Regions from separate parts of the Pan troglodytes genome. Here region 1 is linked to region 2. A link is a contact called in public Hi-C data. All regions are on one chromosome and are shown on one strand. The core of a region is the stretch at or near the end of the contact, and the rest is flanking DNA. Distances in the headings are between cores, read along the strand shown. Region 1 overlaps UTP11 (UTP11 small subunit processome component). Region 2 has its middle 360 kb from the start of RRAGC.

What was found. A called contact is a pair of places that touch in the nucleus more often than the background predicts.
Region 1: a contact with region 2 is called in a Hi-C map of induced pluripotent stem cells, with 4 times the contacts expected there. The contact joins two enhancer-like sites. A contact is called at or near these places in 3 of 7 Hi-C or Micro-C datasets (induced pluripotent stem cells and stem cell-derived neural progenitor cells) and 1 of 1 datasets of contacts at active chromatin or transcription factors (stem cell-derived excitatory neurons).

What each region holds. Positions count from the first base shown.
Region 1 is chr1:192,960,957-192,967,156 of NHGRI_mPanTro3-v2.0_pri, forward strand. UTP11 (UTP11 small subunit processome component) reads right to left here. Exons shown (of 10, transcript XM_513332.8): 10 at 5,864-6,200. Among named protein-coding and RNA genes, the nearest start is that of POU3F1, 19 kb to the left of the region's middle. Within about 2 kb of position 1,470, at least 15 of the 24 cell types and tissues checked have an H3K27ac peak or open chromatin away from gene starts, as enhancers often do. A contact at or near this core is called in induced pluripotent stem cells, where this site is marked.
Region 2 is chr1:192,486,014-192,491,716 of NHGRI_mPanTro3-v2.0_pri, forward strand. No RefSeq gene overlaps it. Among named protein-coding and RNA genes, the nearest start is that of RRAGC, 360 kb to the left of the region's middle. Within about 2 kb of position 3,903, at least 2 of the 24 cell types and tissues checked have an H3K27ac peak or open chromatin away from gene starts, as enhancers often do. A contact at or near this core is called in induced pluripotent stem cells, where this site is marked.

The DNA.
Region 1 (6,200 bases), core at 220-2,719, 470 kb after region 2:
GGCCCACCCTCTGTCTCCCATAAGGGAAGTCAGGTGGGGAAAGATGCTTGTCTGGGGGAGGGGGACTGGAGGAAAGCTGGGGCTGAGAAGCTCCAGCCCCTCTGGGGGCTTCAGTTAGGGGAGGGCTGCCCCAGCAGGATGACAGAGAGATGATTAAACCCACAGAGAAGATTGATAAGGGAGCTAAACAGCTGCAACTCTGCAAGGTAGGCTGGGACAAATCTCATCTTGTCCTGGCGGCACTCAAAGCACTGGGGGGCTGGGCCAGCCTGGCTGAGCTCATGACCTACACAAGCTCCAGAGCAGGAATGGGGGCAGGGGTGGCAGGCTGCTCCCACCTTCTTCCTCAGGGCCCAGCCCCCATTCCTGCCGCCTCAGAGCTCCCTCCCTGAACAACACCCATTGGCACCTAGGCGGCGTGCCCCTCCTCCCCGGCGCCCCTCCTCCCCGGTGCCCCTTCACCCACAGCACCTCCGTCTCAGCTCTCACTCTCGGTATTATTAGATGTGATTTACAGCGGAAACGCTGAGTCAGACAAACCAAGACTTCCCCAGACAGAGGCAGTGGGAGAAGACAGGAAGAGTCCAGGGCAGCTGGCCTCCCTGGGCAGGGTCCTCAAAGGGAGTGAGGAGATGGGGACAGGGGTCCCCAGCTTCCAGGATGAGTGGGAATTTTGCCCCTCCTGTTTCTCCTTTCTGTCCCAGGCCCAGGATCTTCATCTGGGACTCCTGGATATGCAGACCCCTTTTCTGACTCCCAAGCAGCCTCTCAGCCTCAGTCCTGCCAGCCCCTGTCTCTTCCTTGGCAAGTTTGAGAAAACAGCCCAGGGATCCTGGAGCCTGGAAACAAGGTGGTTCTGCTGGGTCCTGTTTCCTCACAGCAAGGCCCCGGTTCAGAAGGCAGCCCCTGACTCCCAGAGATGAGAGGCAGGAAAAGTGCATGGCTGGGGTCCCAGCCCCCTACTCTACAAACAGAAACACGGGCACTGTGTGCTCCTGGGGCGTCCAAGGGCCCTAGAACCGGTGGAGAGCACACATTTCTGCTTCCACCTTGTGCGGAAGAGCACAGTGGGCAGGTCCGTCTCTGCTCCCTGGGTCTCTGACTCCCTGGCAGGGAGGAACTGGGCATTGTTGCCAAAAATAAACGTTCCCTCTCCCGCTCCCTGGCTCCCGGCTCCCGCTCATTAGGATGCGTGGCGTTTGGCTGCGGTCCCACACCTTGCAGCTCATTATAAATATGCAGTCGCTGCTGGCGCTACCCCAATCATCTCTGCAATCAGAGCTTTTAATTAGGTTAATTAAATTGTATCAAATCTCGCAGGGACGCAGTTCACTGATGCTGATGAGGCAGCCAAAACAGACCCCAGCTCCTCCGCTAATGAAGGCCGCTGCCTGCCTGAGCCATGAGGGAGCAGGAGCGCATAATAAACGGGCGCGTCCTCTGGGAGGAGCTGCTGCCCAGGCCCTGAGCTCTGGGGACCTGGCAGGGGGTCTAAATCAAGCAGTCCAGGCTCCAGCTGCAGCAGAGGCTCCCAGCCCAGGAGCCGGCCCCTTCACACAAGAACCAGGGCAGCTTCAGGAGCCCAGGCACTGAGAGCCTGCCACGCTTACACAGCAAACTTGAGGGGGCCCCAAAGATCCACTGACTCTGTCTGGGATTCCTCTTTACTTCTCCCCCAGAATGGCCCAATAAGGCCAGGGCTCCCTCTCCTACACACCTATATACACACACACATACACACACACACACACACACACACACACACCAGCAGTTAGCCCTGTCACTGCCCCCGGATTGTCTTATTAGCCAGAGTGGCCAGGCTGAGACTAGAAAGCCCATCCTGCCACTGCCAGCCTAGTCTCCATCTGCTATGGAGACCATCTGCCCCTGGCGGGGGGCTGGGGTGGTCTACAATGCTACCAGCCAGCAAGAGGAGGGGGTGCTGCCCCCTAGGCTCCATGTGCCAGATGGACCTTCTATATTCCACCTACCACTCCACCTCAAGAACCCTCTGCCAGGGAGGGACACCTGTCCCAGACCTCCTGGGATCAAATTAGCTAGGGAGGGGAGATGGTCCCTTCCTTCCCTGGTCCCTCGCCACCCTGAGTTCACTGTCCCGTGCCCTGGCAATCCATCTCTGGGCACTGGAGACCACAGGCTTCAGAGCTGGAGGGCCCTGCAAAGGTCCTCCCCTGCCTATAAGCAGGAAGGCAGGTGCTGCCACCTCCAAAGGGGCTGTCCCCAACACTCCACTCAGCCTGACTCCAACCCCTCCCCTTAACCCCTCCATCACTGGTCTCAGTGTCTCTGAGCAGATGAGGAGAGAGGATGGGGAAATTTTCAGTGCTCTCGGGACAAGTTGTTTCTGCTATAGAAGCTGGTTTTTTTGGTTTGGAAAGGTGTTTTTTTTTCTTCTTTTTTCCACCCAGTGATGTGAAAACATGAAACCCGAAACCAACCCCCTACATTTGTCACCTCTGAGAGAAGCCTTTGGGGTAACTGGGAGAAAGCTGTAAATGACTCAGGCTGATTCAGGGCAGGGGGGTGCTGCCCAGCTGCCTGGGGCACCACAGTTTCATTAACCCGATCTGAGCATGGCCGTCAGGTGACAGATGCAGGGAGGGGAAAGGAAGCCCTTTCCATCCTCTGCTTACCCCCAAACACAGCAGTTCCCTTGATATATTCCTCTTGCCTAGAAAAAGCTGGGTCCTTAGCTCCGTTCTGGACGAGCCTCTCCTACCACCACGCAGGAGCACAGGGCTGGACTGTGCAACCACCCCAGCCCCAAGCAGTTTGTTCCCTTTGCATTAAACGAAGCGGACAAGATGAACAAGGAGACCTAGGTGTATGCTTCACCTAGGAGAAGTAGACTGGACACGACTTCCTAAATGTGATGATGATGGATCCAGGAATAGGGAGCCAGGAAATTCCTTACAGGGAGCCTGAGAAGCAGCGGAGACGTTCTTCCCTCTGGCCAGAGCAGTTGAGGAAAGAACAGGCAGAAGCATGAACTAGGCAGCCTCCTCTACACTCCAACCTCTCAGCAGTAGGCTTGGGAAGGGAAGCTCTGCCTCCCTTTGTTTTACAGCTTCTCTCTGATCCTTCCCTGCACTTTTTGCTGAGACAGACCTGTGAAGACCTGGTTGGGTACAGAGGGCGCACCCTCTGACCCGGGGAGGCAGCTGCACAAGCCCAAGAGGCCTGCCAGGTCCGCCTCAAGACAGTACTTCAGGTCCACCCCCAATTCCTCCACTCACCTGGGGCTTTGAGCCAAGATTCCCACCCACGATTCAGCCCACCCTTCCCCAACACCCTGCACATAAGGCTCCGGGAACTGGCATGCTGGGAGAACTTGAGCGGGGAGCCCAGCACCACACACCCACTTGCCTCACTGTTTCAAGTCCCAACAGGCCCTGGCCTCACCGGCCTCCACAGGTAGGCAGAGCGAGTCTGCATCTGTTGGCTGCCTTCCCTGCTGGAGGACGTGCAGCTCTAACTGCTCAGTGCCCCACAGTCAGCAGCATGGGGGAGAGGACAGTGAGCGACAAACAGATGCTTAAAGCTGCACGGAGGGAGACCCCTCCCAGGTCTGGGTGGAACCACCCTATGGGAAACTTGGGGCTATGTGACAGAGACCTCCCTGCATGGTCCTCACTAGAAACAGGAAGGAAAAGCACCTTCCTGCCCAGTCTTCCTCCTGGGGCCACACTCATCTCAAACTCAGGGTGAGAAAATCCCATTTCTTCATGGGAGCTCTCCCCCCTAGCATTAAATTCAATAAGCAAACACATGCAAGTACTTCCTAAGTACAAGGACACTTTTGAAAGAAGACAAGTGTGCTGGGTGGGTGGACACCAAGTCCCTGAGAAGGAATCCCAGCAAAGGGGCAGCAGCTCCACCTGCTGGGCCCTTTTCCACCCTGGCACCAGGAAGCAGTTAGAAATCAGAAAAAGATTGGCTAGGAGCAGTGGCTCATGCCTGTAATCCCAGCACTTTGAGAAGCCAAGGAGGGGTGGATCGCCTGAGATCAGGAGTTCGAGACCAGCCTGGCCAACATGGCGAAACCCCATCTCTGCGCCTGTAATTCCAGCTACTAGAGAGGCTGAGGCAAGAGAATCGCTTGAACCTAGGAGGCGGAGGTTGCTGTGAACCAAGATCGCGCCACTGCACTCCAGCCTGGGTGACAGAGCAAGACTCTGTCTCAAAGAAAAAGATGAACTTATTCAAAAATAAAGCTAGGGCTTGACACTCTCCTGCTTTGGTGGGAAGGGCCCTAGGATGCAGCAACAGACTAAGACTGAGCCAGGCTTACTGAATTCTCTGTTGGACAGACCTGAAGGATCCACATCACCATAGAACTGCTGTTTGGAGACTTGGTTTGTACAAGAGACCTGAGCCAAACAAGTCCTGACTCAGAAAATCCCTCCAGCTCCATAGGCTGCCCACAGCCCCCTTGGCACAGCTAGAGCAGTATGCCACCAACAGCCCAAATCACCCCTAGGCCAAGAAGGGCGGCTCCTAAGCAAACAATACTCTTCCCTCCCCAACAAGCCAAGAGTCTAGGGTCCCACTGAGTACCAAAGCGGCAAAGCCCTGGCCAATTCTCAGAATACATGGGGCTGGGGCCTGTCTTTGCTTAGTCACAGGGACAGCCAATCTCTTTGCTTAAAATCCTTGAGTCTTGGAGACAGCCATTCAGAACACCCAGCTCCCCTTATAGCACTCTGATTACCTTCAGCCTGGAACTCACAGTACACCAAAAGGATGCACTTTCCTGCTCCATTTGGCCTGGGAGTGTGCCTCTTCAAACGTCACTGTTTGTGCTCCTGTGCCAGACGGTGTGTAGGTATGCCTGTACCTGTTTATGAGGCCTGAGTTATATGTGCCTTGTGCATCTGTGAACATGAGATTCCATGAGGCGAGCCTACCTTCATGTGGGTGTGTGGTTCGTGAGAAGGCATTTAGGTCTATTCCCTATCCTCTCCCCCGCTTTCCTACCCAGCAGGGGCAAGAGACGGAGCAGCAGCATCCAGCTGTTTGACCCCAGGATCAGACTGCTGCTTAGTCTGCTCACTCCCCTGTCTAGTATCACTATGATGAGTCCCTTCCCTGGTTTGATCCTCAAGTCTCTAAAACTTTCAGCATTGACTGAGCTCAGCACCTCCCCAGAAGGGAGTGCATACACACAATGGGAAGCATTTCCTTCCTGAAGGCAAAACCTACTGGTTTCTGTTTCCTGACCCTTCTTCCTGTTTTCCAAGGCCCCTGATTTAAATTCCACTGGGTACACCCTGAGGAAACAGGCTTCTAGTCTAGGCTTGTACAGGAAGCTCACAGTCATGGGCACTTATTAAGCATTAACAATTTTCTTTTAAAGCCTTACAATCCACACATGGCTGTTCTCCCTCCTTGGGGTAAGGGCTGCGCAAGCCCCCCAGAACCCCGCTCCCTGTTCTCCCATGTTTGCTCTAAGCACGTTCAGTCCTGTCCTTACTGTCCTTGGCCTATAATCCTGATATGGGCAAACAAAGGAAGGAGAGAACCAGAGAAGAGAAAGAAGCTGGCCAACACACTCAGGGGTCCATATTCCCAGAGTGAAGGTCTGCACCAAGCTATTCTAGCCTTGGAATTGTGAGTTGGCATGGAGTGCAGAGGACAGAGACACAGCCAGGCCTATTCTGACTTGAGCTTCATCAGTAAGGAAGAGGTGCTCCCGTAGGTTCCTTGTTCCAAGAGTTTCTATCTACAGCTGTTAAGTAAGAGAAAAAAATTCCTCCTTGGATAATTTATGAAGCCACCTGAATAGCCAATAAAAGAAGAATGAGTGAGGGTAAAATCAGTCTATCCACTAGATAAAACATTATGCAATCATTAAAAATAATATTTATTTTAACGTTTACTCTAGCATATATTACTGTAAAAAACTTTTGTGATGTAACAAACTGGGAAAGAGCTAATGATTTAATTAAAAAGTAGGACATCAAATTGTTTACTGTAACTATAAAACACAAAAACATGGACAAAAAGTGATGCCTCGTTTTACAAAACGGAGGAAATCAACTAGACTACTCACAGTAATTGTCCACCTCCACAGCTCTAGCTCCTAGCACAGTTAAGCATGCAATAAATATTTGTTATTATTGAATAAGCACTGGGATTAGGAATGAATTAATCTACTTTCCAAATCTGCTGTAATGAGA
Region 2 (5,703 bases), core at 2,653-5,152:
CATACATTGCTGAGTGTTAAACAGGAAAAAATTTCTAAGTAATTCTTCAAAATTTAACTGACCAGCACAGCAAGACACAATTCTGGTAACCTGACATATTTCCAGCAAGTGCAATATTTTCATACTTTAAAATTCCATGGAATGACTGAATAAGTTAATTGATTACCTAATCTGTTATTTTTAGAATCCCACTTCCTTACCTCGTGTGAAAGTTTATTCAAAATTCAAATGGGAACATTTTATTACCCCAAAGTGTTTTCCTATATACTTTAACACGTTACTAAGGAAACCAGTTGTAACATCGCAGTGATATTGTTGCTCTAGCAAATTAACAATTCACCAACATATATGCCATGCTATAATGATTTTTTCCCTCTCTCTCTGGAAAATTTCACGCTTATCGAATTTACACATTTATAACACAGGACATTGGAAGCAATGGGAATAAAGAGGTAAGGAGAAATTGTATCCCAGAGTGACAGAGGATATTTCCCAGGATGTGTTTTGTGCTGTTTGAGCATAGGCAGAGCGAGGTGATTTTTCATTCAGCATCAGGAGCTCCTCTGCCTAGGGAAGCTGAGTTAGAGAGAGCAGCTATCTCGCAAGGGCAATTTGGTGGTGGGGCTTGGGGGCTTCTAACTGGTGAGTGCTAGAGACGACTAAAACTGGGTGTGTGGCACAAAGTGTGTGCTAATCACACGTTTAGAGAATCAAACCACATCAAAGCGGTAGATCACGTGAGCCCCTGCGATGGCACCAGGAGATGGGGACACAGCCCAGTGGGAGGCCTCCTGCTTTTTCTTTCTGGAAGAGGGGGAGGAGACGTTATTAATGATGGGATGAATTAGAACAGATGGGTACTTTTGACACATTTTCCCTTGTTGTTATTTTCCAATTTCCCATTTTCCCACCACCTAGTCATGTGGCTTTCTCTTGGTTAGGAGTAAAGGCATGTGACTTTTTAAAGGGAAGCCTCAGGAAGGGAGGGTAGAAATGGAGACATTGGCTTAGAGCTCAGAGGCCATGCTTGACAGATGCAGAAAGTCCTCCTGAAGCCTTTGCTGGGTGCAGCAAGGAGGAGACCGCCATGCCCACTTGGCCTTTCTGATGCTGTGCTCAAAGATGAGCCATGTGACCCTTTCTCACTCGCTCCATCCTGTCCCCACTCCATCTGGGCAGCCATCACACCCTCCCTGATTACAGGTACCTTTCTGCAGCCTTGAGGAGATTTGCATTGTAAATGGTGTTTGTTAGGCCCCTGAAATAATATTAATCATGGTAAAACAATTATGTTGCATAATTTGTACATAAAAAAGAATGAACCTTTTGCTGAATTAATGTTTCCTCTACTACGTATCTTTCTTGTCCCCACAAATAATGAGACCCTGTCTGCCCTTCTGGGTGAGAAAGGCTTTGAAAAAATAAAACTATCTGCCTTCTTATGGCTTCCTGAAACATTGCACAGGTGCCCAGGGCCGGGTAGCTTATGTAATTTCAGGTGGAATAGACAAGCACCCTGGTAAAATGGACATCTTGGCAACCCGTAACAGAAATCTTAGGGAGCTGGGACCCAATCTCCACATGCACTATAGGGGATTGAATGGTCTCCCGACTCCCAAATGTATCCACATCCTATTCATCCTCCAGGTCCCAGCTTAGAAGTCAACCATTCCAAGAAACTTTTCTGGACCATCTGAGCTTGGTTGGGTGCCCCTCTTGGGGCTCTCATAGCATTTCTTTATTTCCCTTGGCAAAGCTTATCTGTTTGTATTAGAATTATGGTGTCTCTATCTCCCACCCTGCTGCAGGTTGAGGGCAGGAACTGTGTCTGCTTAGTTCACCATTGTACCCCTGGCAACAAGCCCAAGACCTGTATACAATAGGTGTTCAATAAAATATTTGTGAAATGAATGAGTTGAGAATGTCAGAGATGCCTTCCCGGATCATTAGGCTCAGAATTTATCATTGATTAGGATATTGAGGAATGTTACATTAAAGGGCATAACTCTCCGACCAGTTGTCAATCTCAAAGGTTAAGGATGTTCTCAGAATATTCTAGATCATTTTATAAGTTACTACCCACAACATCATCTAAATCATTTGGAAACATTTTAGCATGAAGGAGATGGCATTATTTGATGTCTTCAGTTCCTTTCTCCTTTGTGACTGTATTTTTAGCATGACCACTTAGAGAAATGAATTGCAAAAGTCTAACACTGCATAAGGTAACAAATTCTATGTTGTTTCTAAATGAACTTCTGCAAATGTCAAAGGAAACCCCTAACTTGAATACCTAAATGGGCTGAATGTGGAAGCCCCCAAAGTGACAGTAGGTTTGGAGCTTGCCACTTCTAAACTTTCTCACCACGCTGAGTACAGGTCATTTCAATCTGTCCCTGCTCTTCCTTTCCTCAACACAAAGTCATTGTCACCCTCCTCTAGATTCTTTCTGGCCATCTTGAAGAGAGGTGACTTATTCACGATTGCAGAGCCTGGTTAGATGTGCTGTACTTTGAGGGCTGTTTTATTTGGTGACTTCAAGAGCAATGCTCTGTGGCTGGTGCAGGGGAAAGAGCCCTGGATCAGGAATTAGAAGATCTGGATTCTCGTCTGGCTCCTCCTACTCCCCATGGCCTCTCTGGGCTCCAGTCTCTTCATGAGTGAGGTTAGGATGATCACACGTGTCTCATAGGTAGGTGTGAGAACCAGAAGAAGTAAGAGACATGAGGGTGCTTTATAAACTGGAAGGTGTGCAGGTGTGAAGGTGACCCGCACATAGTAATTACTCAGCTAACGTCTGCTGAGGGAACCTGTCCTGTGTCCATGGATGGTTTTGTACCCACATCTGTGCAGCACAAGGGAGCCTCCCGCTTGGCTTATGAGGATTTGCCAATGACACCACCGCATGCCCCCTCCATCCCTTGCCTTGTTTTCTAATTGTCTTTCCTCTCTCACTCTACAACACTCAGAACTTGATCACATTGTCAGAATGGGAAGGCTCATCACAGCTTTTTGGCTTCGTATCTAAAATCCTGCCTTCAATCAATAGATACCAAAATGTCTTTGCAAATAGACAAAAAGGGAGTCCACAACTAAAGCTAATGGCAACAGAATATGAGGATGATTGAGTCCAGGGAAGGAAGGATACTAGCAAAGGAAGGAGGGAGGGACAGAGAGAGAAGAGGTGGGGGAGAGAGAATGTACAATGCAGTTATAGGGCTAACGATTTGATTTTGACTGTCTTCCCTAATTGGGGTCTTCCAGTGGGAGGAGTGGCTGTGTTCCTACGAAGTGAATGCAGATTGAAATGACGAGACCCCCAATAACCACCTCCTTCCTCCTTCCTGTTTCCTCTGGGTAGCTGCAATAGCCCTGGCTGTTGTGTGTGGCCAGCACTGGAGGGGATGGAAGAGTGAGAGGGAAGGAAGAAGGAGCATGGGTTGCCCCTTACTCCTGGCTGGTCAGGTTGGTGTAGGCTACTCCCTGGAGTTCTGTAGGAATTGTGACAATACGACTTCCACAGCAGCCTCTGCAAAGCTGGCCTTCTACGCCCAAGTCCATCACACCCTGCGTGCAATGGAGCCACCTTATTTATTTGGAAGGTAAAACAGTGGTACTTAGTGGGAGGCTCTCATTCACCAAAAGGGGCACATGGCTGCACCAGCCTACAAGGGAGGAGGCAGAAGGCACCAGCACCTACATGATTCTGGTTCAGCTTGTGTTTCATTGAAGGCGGAAGGGCTTGCTTTCCAGGAACTCACTGGGCTTTTCCCAGTCTACACAGGGCTAATTATCAAGGGTCTTGCTTACAGGTTCAAACTGCCCCTTTAAATAGAACCTGTAGGTAAAGAGCTTGCCTGGGCAAGTTCCTGAGCACTGGGGGTCGCTCTTATCCCACCAAAGGGCCATAGCAGGGCTCTTCTTGGGCTCTAAGAAATGACTTTAAGGGACGCCTAGGGCTAGCAGCAGAGAGCTTTGGAGAGGGCTGGCCAAACTCCCAACACTTACCCGACTGAGCCTCAGGCTAAGGGTTGCAGCATTTGTGCTTCCTGCCCAGAATTAGGGCAGACAAGCTCTGGGTCATGACAGGTCCTTGGGGCTTTAGGGAGGGATGTCCACCAGTGTGCACATGGATAGAGGAGGAGGGGGAGGAAGGGATGTCCAGGGTGTGGTGGGCAGAATTATAAACTGTGTCTTTCTAGGCTTCTGGGGAATCTGCCTTTCTTCTTCATCCGCTTGTCTCTGCCTTATGCAGTACTAGGAGCCTTATTATCTCTTGCCAGTACTATTGTAGATGTCACCTAAATGGACCTTCCTGCGTCCAGTTTCATCTCCTCCTGTCCTTTCTTAGTACTGTGGTCAGTGACGTTTACTGAATGTCAGCTGCATGTCAGGGTTTGTGTTGGTTACCAGTGGCATAGGAATTAACTAGACCCAGCACCTGAGCCCTAGAAGCCCCTGATCTAGTAGAGGAGGCAAACTGTGCCAGATAATGACAATATGGTGTCTTTAGTGCTGTAGCAAAGGTGAGCTGACACTGCTTTGCAAGTCACAACAAACCAAGCTGGTGACATCAGAGCTGACCTATAAGAGGCAAGTAGGGTTTTGCCTGACAAGGGAGGGAAGGAGGATTTTAGGCAGCAGGACAAGCGCATACCCAGTGAGTACTGACCTGGCATGTCTGGCACCTCTAAGACCACACACAGAACAAACTTCACTCTGGACCAGTAACTAGATAGGGACTGGATCAGTCAGGGCCTCCGATGTCCTACTGAGCTGGCTGGGATTTTTGTGAAAACCAAAATCGAATCACTTTATGATTCTCTGCTTAAAAACTGTACACACCATCAGAGGGTACAGCATCAGTTCTGTGCTGCATGACCTGCTTATGCTCTTCCCTTTCCTGGACTACATTTTGCTGTCCCCATATACGTCTGTTGAACTCTGATCTATTCTCCAACAAGTGTCTGAAGCCCAACCACCTCTGAATTTTTTCCATGACTGAACATGATCTTGCCTTCTTCTCATCCAATGCTCATAGCATCAAATACCTCTTTGAGGATGTGATGTCTCCTTTCTGTACTTTGTATTAATATTTATATCTGATTCATTTATTTTCTTCATCTAGACCTGCACAAGGCCTGGCACATAGCAGTGGTCAAAAGTTTGCTGAACTAGAGTCTGCTTTTGACCCCTGATATTTGTTGAATTATGTTCTCCCAGAAGATATGTTTAAATCCCAACCCCTGGTACCCGTGAATGTGACCTTATTTGGAAAAAAAGGTCCTTGCAGATGTAATCCTGCTAAGATGAGGTCAAATTGGAGGAGGGTGGGCCCTAATCTGATATGACTGGTGTCCTTGTAAGAGGAGACATGGCTCACAGAAGGGGGATGTTATAAAGATACAAAGGGAAGTTGGCCATGGAAAGATGGAGGAAGAGGTTCAAGTGATGCTGCCACAAGCCAAAGAATGACTGGAGCTATGCAAAGCTGGAAGTGGCAAGGAGGGACCCTCCTCTAAAGGCTTGGTAGGGAGCATGGACCTTCTAATGCCTTGATGTCAGACTTCTGGTCTCCAAAACTATGGGGTAATAACTTTCTTTTGCTTTAAGCCCTCTAGTTTGTGGTACTTTGTTATGGCAGCCCTAGGAAGTGATACCACGCTCCTTGCTTCTCCCCTCCTCTTCTCTCCCTATATTGAG